2 separate regions of the Mus musculus genome follow, and region 1 is linked to region 2. Evidence: chromatin contacts called from public HiChIP or PLAC-seq data. All regions are on one chromosome and are shown on one strand. Each heading gives the region's core, a stretch centred on a gene start, on an enhancer-like site or on the middle of the called end of the contact. The rest is flanking DNA. Distances are from core to core; before and after follow the strand shown.

The links. HiChIP or PLAC-seq counts read pairs in DNA pulled down with a chosen protein or histone mark.
Region 1: a contact with region 2 is called in a FOXA1 HiChIP or PLAC-seq map of pancreatic cancer cells. The contact joins two enhancer-like sites. A contact is called at or near these places in 1 of 39 promoter capture datasets (pre-B cells) and 2 of 115 datasets of contacts at active chromatin or transcription factors (bone marrow-derived macrophages and pancreatic cancer cells).

The regions. Positions count from the first base shown.
Region 1 is chr14:70,305,370-70,312,036 of GRCm38.p6, forward strand. It overlaps Slc39a14 (solute carrier family 39 (zinc transporter), member 14), which reads right to left. Exons shown (of 10, transcript NM_144808.4): 6 at 5,487-5,606; 7 at 4,714-4,902; 8 at 4,389-4,596; 9 at 3,281-3,465; 10 at 1-1,443. The coding sequence ends at 1,297. Among named protein-coding and RNA genes, the nearest start is that of Ppp3cc, 19 kb to the left of the region's middle. Within about 2 kb of position 3,447, at least 42 of the 459 cell types and tissues checked have an H3K27ac peak or open chromatin away from gene starts, as enhancers often do. A contact at or near this core is called in pancreatic cancer cells, where this site is marked.
Region 2 is chr14:69,759,687-69,766,194 of GRCm38.p6, forward strand. All of the region lies in intron 2 of 4930480K23Rik (RIKEN cDNA 4930480K23 gene), which reads left to right. It also overlaps the pseudogene Gm17740. Among named protein-coding and RNA genes, the nearest start is that of Tnfrsf10b, 4.5 kb to the right of the region's middle. Within about 2 kb of position 4,100, at least 22 of the 459 cell types and tissues checked have an H3K27ac peak or open chromatin away from gene starts, as enhancers often do. A contact at or near this core is called in pancreatic cancer cells, where this site is marked.

The DNA.
Region 1 (6,667 bases), core at 2,197-4,696, 550 kb after region 2:
AAGCCAGAGTTCTGAGGAGGGGGCTGCACAGCGCCTGAGGCTGGCTTGTGGTGTGAAATGTCAAGCATCTGGTTTTGTTTTGTTTTGTTTTCCTGGACCAAATGAAAGCAATTTACACTCGATTCAATTCAGTATTCAATCTTGTTGTCTGGGACCGGGGAGGAAGTGGTAGCTAGATGGTGTCCTTTAAAACCCATTGGCAGCAATGACGTCTGCAGTCCTGACCTCAAGAATTGACCTCAAGGTCCAGAGTCCCATGGTATTCAACTATTATTTCTGCAATTAGCAAGTCCTAAGTCTGGCCTGCAATGACTCCATTCCCAATCACCTTGGTCACAAAAAGGCATAAACAACTGTGTCCTGATTCTATGAGTCAGGTTCTACTGGCAGAGGTCTTGACCAGGGGAGACTGATTTGTGCAGTTTCCCTCCTATGCAAAAACCTTTAAATGTGCTCTGACCGTGCTCCCCGTGAGGCATCTACAAAGTTAACTAGAAAAAGAAAGCAATAGGAAGGCGTGAGGATCAGGGCAAAAACAACTGATTTAGCAGACCTCTTGCCACGCCAGAGAATGCCCACAGTGGCTCGCCTGGATGATTATGTGACTCCAGATGCTGCAAGCAACCTGCACGCAGCATCCTGGTGGAAACCGAGCACCAAGGAGACAGGACATCCATCACTAGTTCTACCCCCTCCTCACTCAGGCAATCCCCTGCCCCTCTGCCTGCCATACTCATCGGAAAGTCAGCCTTTTCAGAGAACAGTTAACAGACTGAAAAACACAGGAGTCTTGTCTTCTGCCCTCTTCTCTGTAAAAACATGAGAACCCATGCCAAAATGGACCGACCTGAAATCCTGGGTACACACATTTAGAATCACAGGCCCCAAAGCTGGAAGCCACACTGATACTTCTAACCAAACCATGACCACTGGCTTCATTTTTACATTGTAAAAGATTCCACATCTCTCAGTGCTTCTTCCAAGAGAAAGGGAGGAGGGTGGCCAGAAGGAAAAGGGAGGCGTGTCCTACATGTGGCGTTTCAGCTCCAGAATCATCAGTGGAAAGGGTCGGGAGACAACGGTTCGAGGCACTACCTAGAGATTCCCAGGGCAGCTTCTTCCTAGGACAGAGCATTTGAAACAGATGACATCTGAATGCAGGCAGACAAGTCTGTGCCAGTTTTTAAAGAGCTGCCTTTTCCATGATGCTTCGTGGATGCTGAGTCCTCGGGCCGGGGACCAGATGGGGGCCCAGAGCCCGATGTCCAATGCCACTGGCTCCCCAATGGCAGGGTCCTACCCGATCTGAATCTGCCCTGAATACATTGTGAGGACCAGCATAATGGAGAAGCCGGTTAGGAGGCCAAGATTCTGGATGACAAAGGGGACCAGAAAGCTGTCGTTCTTCTCATCCTCCTGGCAGACTTCATTCATCTCAGGGAACTGAGAAGGAAGAGAAAAAAATGAGTTACAGATTCTGTTAACATTGTCCCAATCACTGTGATGTCTGGTTCTCAAGTGGTGGACCGTATTTTTGGAAGGATGTTTTTGGTAGTTCTGGGGACTTTTCTGGAGTTAAGGAGGTCACTGGGGGGGAGGGTGTTATCTTTGACCATTCTCTGTAGCTCTCAACAATATGGCTGCCTAAACAAGACCCAAACAATGCAGACACCAGATGATGTGTCAGCGTGGGCTGGGGAAACCTCACAAAGCCCCGCCCCTAAATGAAGAGTTATAGACAATTAGTTAGTGACTACTCAGATGCAGAGAAGCCAGTCTTCCTCAGGGATAAGCTCCCTGATTGGGAATCCAGTACATATGTACAGACGAGCAACATCAAATGGACTTGGAAGTTTGTATATTATATATATGTGTGTGTGTATGTGCATTCTTTTTTTTAAAAGATTTTTATTATTATTTACTTCATGTATATGAGTACACTGTAGCTGTACAGATGGATGTGAGCCTTCATGTGGTTGTCGGGAATTGAATTTTTTAGGACCTCTGCTCATTCTGGTCAACTCCGCTCACTCAGTCCCTGCTTGCTCTGACCCTAAGGTTTACTTATTATTATTATTATATTATATTATTATATTATATTACATAAGTCACCGTAGCTGTCTTCAGACACACCAGAAAAGGGCGTCAGGTCTCATTACAGGTGGTTGTGAGCCACCATGTGGTTGCTGGGATTTGAACTCAGGACCTTCAGAAGAGCAGTTAGTGCTCTTACTTGCTGAGCCATCTTGCCAGCCCTATATGTGTATTCTTATATCTCTCAATAATAATTAGAGAGAAAAGACTGTGCATTTGAGAGGGAGCAAGGTGGTGGTGGGGGCCACAGGAGTTGGGGGGAGGTAAATGATATAAATACAGCACTTATATATGAACTTATTAATTAAAACTTAAAAGGACATCCATAAGGTTACCATTAACTTGTGGTAGACAAAAGTCTAAGTGATGCCTTTTCTTTCTCACTCCCTCTTTTCTTTCTGTCTACACAGCACACCTTTTCCATCAAACTGAAATAAGGACCCTAGCCTGAGTATGGTCAATTTTCTATAGTGAAATGCTAATAGAGAGACCAAAGTTCTCCCTTTAAAACCCAATGACTTCTGGGTATAGTAGTTTACACCTGTCTGCCCAACATCTGGTGGGTAGGGGCAGGGCTGCAATGACTTTGAGACCAGCCTGGGCTACAGAGTGAGACTCTTGTCTCATGCAAACCCAAACAAAAACCCCGAATGCTGCATTGAAAAGGTCAGATTATTATATCATTTTAGATTTAAAAAATTTATTCGATGCGTGTATGCTATATGTAGGTGCTTTAGCTGCCTGTATGTCTGTGTACCACATGGATGCTTGGGCCCTTGTGGAACACAAGAAGTAGGATCCCCTGGGACTGTAGCTAGGAATCAAACCTGGGTTCTCTTCAAGAGCAGCCAGTGCTCTTAACAGCTGAGCCATCTCTCTAACCCTGAATTGTTACTTCTTAAAATCAGTGAATTGGGTTGAGTGTGAAAGAGACTTCAATAAAGCCAATACAAAAAACAAAATCTTGGGCTGACAAGATGGCTCCGTGTGACAGAGCATTAGGTGCCTAGTCCCATCTTAGGAACCCATGACATAAAGAGAACCAAGTCCCACAAGTTGTTTCCCATGAGAATTATCACGCATCTACACACATATCAATGTAAAGAATTAAAAACCAAACACACCCGAACGTGTGGCCTTTAGCTGCCCTCCTGTCCAAGAGGCAACCAGAAACCACAGCACTTACCATATCGGCTAGGGCAATATACAAGAACATTCCTCCAGCCAGTGCAAAAATCCAGTTTGCAGAGAAGTGGCTGCCAGCCAGGATGCCAAAGGCCAGACCCAAATAGCAGCAGCAGGCAGAGAGGAAGTTGAAGAAGAGAGCCTGCTGGATGCTCATGCCAGCATTGAGCAGGATGACGAAGTCTCCTGCAATGGCATGAGAACAGGAAGCGGGCTGAGTCAGGACGCACGACACTAATGAATGGGACTGCTTCAGCTACGGGTGAAGCATGTGCGGGTGAAAATCTCATTCTCAGGTGGTATTGGGATAAAGGCACACCCATCTTCCAATCCTGGCCATGACCTCGCAGCACAGAGGCTGCAAAGCCCTCATAGACTTCTGGAAGAACATAAGCAACCAGCACCGGCCTCATCGCTCCCCACACAGAGGCTGAAAATAATCCACAGGACTTTAAATGTCTATAACCAACCAGCAACATCCTCACTTCTTTTTTGACTGATGGTGAAATGAAAATAGCTCCCTGTCTCCTAACGGATGGCACGGTCAGGACCAGACTTGAGAGAGGGAGAAATTAGTGCTCAAGCCAATAAATGCCAAAGTTAGGAGCCCGTGTTGTCACTGGGTCCTGAGTCATGGCTTCTTAGACTCCCTTGATAAAACTACACGCACCCCTAGGCGCTGGCTTTTCTGCTTCATTCACATGACATGCTTTCTAGCTTCTACAGGATGCAGGACATAAAGAGGGGATCTTTACTGAGTAGCCACAATACTGTGTGGCACCTGGCAAGTCCTTTTCAACATTTGTTTGCCTATAATCCCCTTGATGATTCTAAAAGGCAGGTGTAGGTATTAATCATGCTATACAGGTGGGAAAATTAAGCCACAGGACACAGGGCTCATGGGATAAAAATCTCCCTGTAAGAACCTCTATAGTTCTAAGCTATGCTCCACTGTTATAATTCCAGAGTTAGCGAGACAGGGCGTTAATTCAGTGAGTGCTGTGGTGGAGGTGGGAGGAGCAGCAGGGATGTGATGCAAGAAGGGTGTCTCGGTGTCTCAGACAAAAACTGAGACAGCTGGAACACGGGGACAGGGACTAAGCACTCACCCAGCTCATGAGGGAATTCCTCACAGAGAATGGCCACTGACGTGCTGATGCCTTGGAAGACAGACACAGTGAAGGAGGCACCAATAGCCAGGCCATCGATGAAATTGTGGAGCCCATCGCTCAGGGTGATCATCCAGGCCAAGGTCCCGATATCAGAGTAGCGGACCCCCTTGAGCCAGTAGCAAGCACTCTGGGATGCCTGCAGGTCCTATGAGAAAGGACACACCAGTGGACTTCAGGTTACAGAGTGACCTCCGGAGAGCCTGACTCACAAAGGCGTGGCTTCTGTGTCGAGGCTTCCCCGGGGGCACTCAGGGCTGCTGACCTGCACAGACATGGAGTTGACAATGACCTTCTCGTCCGTGCCAGGCGCCTTGCCATCCAGCTCGCTGTTGCAGTGCTGAGGGATCATGTGATCCAGGTCCCCGTTCTGTAGCTTCTCGGTCACACCCTCCTCCTGGTCCTTCTTGGAAGGAAGTGTCTCGGAGGTAAAATGGTTATGCCCGTGATGGTGCTAGGGTAGGAAGAGTGAGCAGTGTTACTGATCAAAACTGCCAGCCCAGCCCAGCCCAGCCCAGCCCAGCCCAGCCCAGCCCAGCCCAGCCCAGCCCAGCCCAGCCCGGCGCCCACCACTTGGAGGAAGCACGCCAAGGCTGGGGAAGAGCTTATTCCTATATCCAAGGAAACTGAGCAGGTCACACACAGGGACGTAGAGAAATTGGTATAGCCGGTGGCAACACATACAAAGACAGGGACTTTCTAGTAGGCAAAGAAGTCTCCTGCTGTCACCCAATCCAGTGAGGTGACCACTACTCTAAGTTCTTAGGTTGCTCTTTTAAGATGGCCACTTCATTCAACTCTAACAGGCAGTGACCCCATGCCAGCGACAGGAGGCCTCTTATACAGGAGCTACACCAGTCAGAGCTGTTCCTGGATGCTTGTAACCAAACCTCTTTACTGTCCTCTATAGAGAGAATGCCAGGCTTGCTCTGCAAGCGCCGTCACGCGCTGCTACACCCCACCGACCCACGTCAGCACTTTTGTTTTCGAGGTTAGGGTTTTCCACTGGATAGGTCATCATTAACAACTGGGCCTCACCTCGTTTTTCTGCTTCAAGAGCATCTTCAGGATCTTTTCTGTGAAAAAGAAAAGGTAGAAACCCCCAAACACCACTGCAGACTTGGAGACGTAATTGTCCTGAGGGTTGAAGCCAAAAGCCTGTGGGCGCAGGAAAACAGAATGAGTTTACAAACATAAGCCTTCAGCGGCTCTCATCTGCTTACCACTCTCCACTCTGGGAGACGGGCAGTCTGCTGGCTGCCCATTCTCCGGCCAGCAGAAACCTAGCCTCTGCATTCCCCTGACTCGCCAGCACTAGCCTGGTGCCTGCATATTCTCTTTGGATACAAAAGGCAGGCTGTCTTTAGGCTTTTCTGATCCTGGGCATTTGGATCCAGGACCTTGGGTTTGCTAGGCAATCACCTTACCACTAAGCTACATCTCCAGCTCTTAGGGTTTTATTATATGTATTTTACATTTACTTAACTTTTATTTATGTGTACGTGAATGTGTGCGTTTGCAAATATGCATGTAGGTGGCTGAGGAGGCCAGAGGAGGGTGCCAGTTCACCTGAACCTGGAGCTGTAGGCACCCACCCGGGAGCCATGTGCACGCTGGGAGCCAAACCCTGGGCCTCGGGAAGAGCGGGAAGAGCGGCAAGCATTCTGGGTCGCATGATAGGCAGGAACTACCATGGCCACTTGGCTTGCTTGCTTTCTTTTTCTTTTCTTTTTGACTAGGTCTCACTACATAGACCAAGCTGTCCTCAGACTCACAGAGGTCAGCCTGCCTCTACCTCCCCAGATCTGGGGATTAAAAGGTGGTTGTCTCCTTTTAATGAGGACGCTGTCTTAATCTCTGTTAGTGCTTAGCCACAAAAGCACTTAGTCAGCAAATTCCACGTATAAAGGGAGGCCACCTGCGTTTATTTTTGCCTCATCTACTGTCCTCGGTTCATCTGCCCGTAAACACAACGGGAAGTGGCTTAGTTACGATTGCTAAAAGGAGAAAATCCATTCTAGTTCCACAGCAAGAATTGCAGCATCGTCCTGACCACAGAATCTTGAAAGGACCACAAACCAAAAAAAGCAGGCTCTGTCCCTGCAGGCATCTTGGGGTGGATAAAAGCCAGGCCTAGTTCCACAAGCCTGCAGTTTCCCAAACTCAGGAGGAGGAGGTGGGAGGACCCCAGGACTCTAAGGCCAGCCTGCCCAGCAAAG
Region 2 (6,508 bases), core at 2,850-5,349:
GGCTGTTCTAAGAGGCAAGTTCTCAGCACTAAGATCCCATACTAGCAACTGAACAGCACACCTGAAAGCTCTAGAACAAAAACAAGAAGTCACACCCAAAAGGAGTAAATAGCAGGACATTAACAAATCTGGGGCTGGCAAGATGGCTCACTAGTTAAGAGCATTGGTTACTCTTCCAGAGATCCTGAGTTCAATTCCCAGCAACCACATGGTGGCTCACAACCATCTATAAGGGGATCCAATGCCCTCTTCTAGCGTGTGGCTGAACATACGGCAGAGCAGTCATACGTTAAAGAAAGAAAGAAAATTTTAAAAAGAAGAAATTAACAAATTCAGATCTGAAATCAATAAGATAGAAACAACAACAAAGCAACACAAAGAATCGATGAAACAGAGTTGCTTCTTTGAAAGAATGAATAAGAGAGACAAACCTGTGTCCAAGTTAACTAAAAGACTGAGAGAAGATCCGAATGAACAAAGTCAGAAATGAAAGGGGTACATAACAGGAGACAGACACCAAAGAAACTCAGAGAATCACAATGACAGACTTTAAAAAACCTGCACTCCAACAAACTGGAAAATCTAAAAGAAATGGATAGTTTTCTTAACACATGCAACTTTTTGAAAAGGCAGGTATTATTTTTTAATTAATTACACTTACCCTAACACTTGCACAGCTGTGTTACAATTCTCTCTGAAACACCTTACAAAGGTGCGTAATGTGTAGTTAGTAGTGGGATAGATGGCTCAAGTCACATTGGCTGGGGGGAAAATGGAACAATGGGAGAGAAATCTGACTTGTTTGGACAAAGGCACTTTGACTCAAGCATAAATGCATCTCCCATGTAAATAAAGAACAGATAGTAAAAGCTGGCCCTTTCATTGCCATCCATGACTTAAAAATAGGACAGACATGGGCCTCACCTTCCAGTCCATTTTTTTTTTTCTTTTTTTAGTTTTTCGAGACTGGGTTTCTTTGTAAAGCCTTGGCTGTCCTGAAACTCCCTTTGTAGACCAGGCTGTCCTTGAACTCAGAAATCCACCTGCCTCTGCCTCCTAAGTGCTGGGATTTAAAGGCGTGCACCACCACATCCGGCTTCCCAGTCCATCTTAAAGAACTCACTAGGGCTGGTGAGATGACTCAGCGGTTAAGAGCACTGACTGCTCTTCCAAAGGTCCTGAGTTCAAATCCCAGCAACCACATGATGGCTCACAACCATCTGTAATGAGATCTGATGCCCTCTTCTGAAGTGTCTGAAGACAGCTACAGTGTACTTACATATAATAATAAAAAAAAAAAAAACAAAAACAAAAACAAAACTCACTAGGACATTCTTCTATAAGTGCTTTAGCTATCCCCACTCTGTCCACTTCTAACAGTGGGTTAAGGATCAGAAAGCATTTCATATAAAAATTACAACAGTGACTTGGTTTTATGTTTTCCCAAATGTATGTTCCATCCGAAGCAGTTGCCTTTTCCTCTCATTTCTGTGTGGAGAGAGACCCATCTGTTGAGTAAATAGCACTGCTCATCCTGCAGTCCTCTGTCCTCATGGAGTCTGTGAGATCTTCTTGTCCGCATCTTCGTCCTGTGCTGAGGACCTGGAGGCAGGCTCTTGGCAGGTCTTCAGGTGGTGAGTGACGTGGCACTTGGTTAGATCGACCTTTCTACATTGTTTGCAGACATAATCTCGTTTTCCTCCGGGAGAATTGAGATGCTTCTTCAAGTGGTTTGTTCTCAAGAACAGTTTATTGCACTTCGGACGCTTGGTCTGGCGTTCTTGCGGGCGGATGAGCACGGGCTGCTTGAGGCCCTGTCTCCGCATGGACAGCTTGTCACAGGAATCACACTTGAGATTCTTCTCACCCGTGTGGATGGCCATATGAGACTCCAGGTGAGCCTTCTGCGTGAGAGACTTGTCCCACAAAGTACACCTATAATTCTTCTGACCTGTATGAATGTTGAGGTGTGTCTATAGGTTGCTTGGATCACCAAAAGTCTTGCTACAAAAATCACACTTGTGGGGGTTCCCCCATATGACCCATTAAGTGCACGTGGGGTTTGGAAGGAGAGATGAAAGCCTGGGGGTATAGAGAACACTTCCTTTCCTTGCTGTGGCTTGGCCTGTGGCTGCTGCTGTGGCCCTGGCTAGGGAGATGATTATGGATGTGGCTTGTCAGATGAGCTGCGAACTCTGACTAGGAATTGTACTCCTTGCCACAGTTACAGAGGTACACATCTGGGTATTCAAGAACACTTACCTGTTGAGCATAATTCCGGCTGTAATGGAAAAGCAGCTCACTTTCAGGAGGGATGTCTTGTGAGGTACGAGGATAGATTTTTCCATCATGGGGCTAGGCCACCAAATTCTGTTCTTCACGGTTCCTAGCTTTGCGTGCACGCACACACACACAAATCATCTAATTACACACATTTTTATCAGTTGCAATGATGCAGAATTCTAGGACACCATCGTGGTATATCTTCCAGACATGGTTAACTGCCTTTGTCTGTCCACTCCGCTACTTCCAAGGAGTGACTCTGCTGACCAATTAGAGGCCCGAAGCAAGTCGGCACAGGAATGGTTTCTGCAGTCCATACACCAACATCTGTTCCTACAGTGGACTGGCGGAGAACAACCTGCTTCAGGGGGGATAGTCTTGCTCTGCTCTCTATTGGTGTGTCAGGAACAAAAGTCATTGGTCTATGATCAGGGCAATCTGAGGGGTAGGCTCAGTCACAAAGAGTGAACCAAATTGTCAAACAAGGTGGCCATGTTTTCCTTGTTTGGATCGGAGTCTTCCATTTGCAGTGAAGATGGTACAAAAGACAAGCTGTCTGAGGATACATCTACATGACCTGTCCCTATGGCAACCTTCTGCGTGACGGAAGAGACAGTCACAGGCTCTAGACTAAGACCAACTTCACGGAGGAAAACAGATTCTAGGGAGTCGAGGTTGTGTGAGGTAGAGAGTGCCATGTCTACAGACTTGGTGCTCATGGCCACGGTGTGGATGGAGTCACTGAGGGTACTGTCAGACATCCCATTGACCCGGTTTGCAATGTGGTCAGTCTCCATGACCATAGGAAGCTCCAGACCATTCCCATGAATGGGCATCACACCACCATGTCCTACAGTGTCTGCTGTAAGGCTGTTGCTCACAGAATCCACAGAGAGAGGCTCATGACTTCTGGAGCCACTTGGGATTTGGGAATGCTCTCCTGTAACACCGTCCATTGTAAGCTCCTCTGCCATTCCATCTGTGGAGATTGGGCTGGTAACCCTAGAAACATTCTCCATAGTGATTGTTGTGTCCAATGCTACTTCATGGCCTTCATTAGGATGAAGACTGTGGGTACCATGTGTGTTTACAGAGTGAGAGTCTATTGAAACAATGTCTAGTTCTAATCCAACACTTCCATTGGCCTGATAGAGATCTAGTGCTGAAGGGTTGTTGGTGATACATAATGCTGTATTTCCATCAACATTTATAGAGTTGGGATGGATATACTGAGGAGGTGGTCTGTCAGCTAAATAAGATAAAATGCCAGGTAGAATGGTTCTGAAGTATCTGCTTTCTAGGTGAGGGTAAGGTGGTGGAAGTAGGGTATAGTTTCTTTCAGGTAAACCACACATTACCCACGGGGAGCATCAGAGACAAGGCAGAAGGCAGAGAGCTCAGGGACAGACCCCAGGTTTGGAATTGCCACTGGAAGTCCTGGGGTAGGGATGGCACTGTGAGAAGAAGAGGCAGCCAAACCCAGGTGACTTCCTGAGCCTGGCAGGGCATTGCTCACAGAGGATGAAGACAGTAGCTCCATCCCCACTGGACTCAAATTCCTGTTCTTCATCCTGCGAGTTCAGGGTGGGGGGCGGGCGTCTGATAGGTGCGCTCTGGGGCCGATGTCGCATGCTACCACATCCTGCCATTGGCCAATGCCTTCCCGCACCACCTGACGTCTCCGAGGGCCGGCGACTCCGGGCTGGGCGCCCGGGGCTGTTTTCCCAGAAGCTGGCAGCCTGTAGGGACGTTTGAGTCAGCCCCGGCTGGGGAGCCCTGGCCCAGCCCCCTGGCTATTCAGTCGGTCAGAAGTCAGCCCTCCCGGGCCGGAGCCCAAGTCAGGACCGCCTTCACAGGGCCGCACCCTGGAGGCAGGTTTCCGGCTTCTCAGCCTCTGGGGACCGTTTCCCACACCTACTACCTATTAAGGTTATATCAGCCTCTGGGGACCGTTTCCCACACCTACTACCTATTAAGGTTATATCAATATCAGATAAGCTCTGGTGAAATAGAAGCAGCCATCAAACAAACAAACAAACCAGGACCAGATGGAATTAGCACAGAATTCTACCAAACATTCAAAGAAGAATTAATTCCAATACTCCTCAAATTCTCAAATTAGTTCACAAATAGAAACAGAAGGAACTTTTCACCCTGGTGCATAAACCACATAAAGACCTAACAAAGAAAGAATTGCAGAACAATTTCCTTTGGGAACATAGATGCAAAAATACTCAAATACTTTCAAACTAAGCCCAAGAACACATAAAAAGATCATCCACCATGATCAAGTAGGCTTCATCCCAGAGATGCAAGGATGGTTCAACATACAGAAATCAATAAACGTAATTTACCATATAAAAAGCCAAAAGACAAAAAAAAATACCCAAAACATATGATTGTTTCATTACATGCAGGAAAGGCCTTTGACAAAATGCAACACCTCTTCATTATAAAGGTCCTGGAGAGGACAGCAATATGAGGACACCATCAAATACCTCAACAAAATAAAGACAGTTCAGCGAGCCCATAGCCAACATCAATGCAAATGGAGAGAAACTCAAAACAATTCCACTAAAATTAGGAACAAGGCAAGATTGTCTACTCTTCTCATACCTATTTAATATAGACCTTCAAGTCTTAGCTAGAGCAATAAGGCAACTGAAGGAGATCAAGGGGATACAAATTGGAAAGGAAGAAGTGAAAGTATCTATTTGCAAATGATATGATAGTATGCATATGTCACCCTAAAAATTCCTCCAGAAAACTCCCATAGCTGGTAAATACTTTCATCAAAATAGCAGGAAATAAAATTACGCATGAAAATCTGTAGTCCATCTATCTACAAATGACAAATGGACCAAGAAAGAAATAACACTTTTACAATAGCTTCAAGTAATATAAAATATCTTGGGGGTAACTCTAACCAAGCAAACTCTAATCTATAACTAGGTCATAATCTATATATACATTATATATAATATACAAATATAACAAGATCATACACGATCTGACCAGTGTGTGAAACACAATCATATTTACTATGTAGATGTAGCAAGCAATTTCAAAGTAACAGATTAACAATAGTATCCAGATGTTTCAGAAACATTTTAAAAGGGTGTGTGGCACTTGTGGTGATTATGGGAGAGGAAGATGGGAAATGGTGCTGTGGGGGAGGGGTGATTATACACCAGTGCTGGGGATGTAAATTAGGACAACTGTGGAGGCTCTGCACAAAGTGGAAAATAGAACTCCTGAATAGCCAGAAGTCTTACTCTCAGGCACAGACTCAGATCATCAAAATTGGTGTTTAAAGGTAATTTGGCTCCTGTCCACCCTGTAAAGAGAAGGAATTCTACCATTCATCAGCGCATGGCTGGAACTGGAAGACAGCATGCCAGGTCCGCCAAAGGGAAGGAATGCAGCATGGCCTATGGCCTTGGTTCTCCACCTTCCTAACACTGCCACCCTTTAATACAGTTCCTCATGTTGTGGTGATCCCCACATTGTTTTCAATCACAACTGAAATTTTGCTACTATTATGAATTGCTGTGGAAATATCTGGTATTTCCTATGGTCTTAGGTAACCCCTGAGAACAGCTGACACATGGTGTTGGTTACAAAATCTCCCTACCTCCACCTTGGCAATAGATTTGACTTCTAGGGGTAATCAAGGCAGAGTGCAACGTCATTGTCTTGTTAATCTGGGCCTGTGTTTCTGGCCAGCTCTGGCCAGCCCCAGTTACAAACACATCCTTATACACTGTCCATCTGCCTCCTCCTGGCTGTTTTGTACAGTGAATGTCTCATAGGACTCAGAAGGGAGTAATGACTTATGGCTCTATCTCCTAACCCTGGGAGTATAGACCAAGCACACCCAGGAGAGGGGGTCGTGATCTCACAGGTTGCACATGGGCCACTTACAGCCCCATCCAGTTTCCAGGTATGTCCCATGATACATCAGCTTTTGCTCATGGACTCTCCCTCCTCTGTGGCCTCGTGGGATCTGTGCTGAGAACCTAGAAGGCCAGCTGGCCACAGTGTCTCCAAGCAGCTTCGAGCTGCTTCTTGTAATGCTGGCGTCATCTGAGCCAATTGGGGAGAACTCGGGTGATTAGACAGAAGTTAGATTTTTCTTTCTTTTGAGACAGGGTCTCTATTATGTAGCTGTAGCTGTCTTGGAACTCTCTATGCAGACCAGGCAGGCCTTGAACTCACAGAGGTC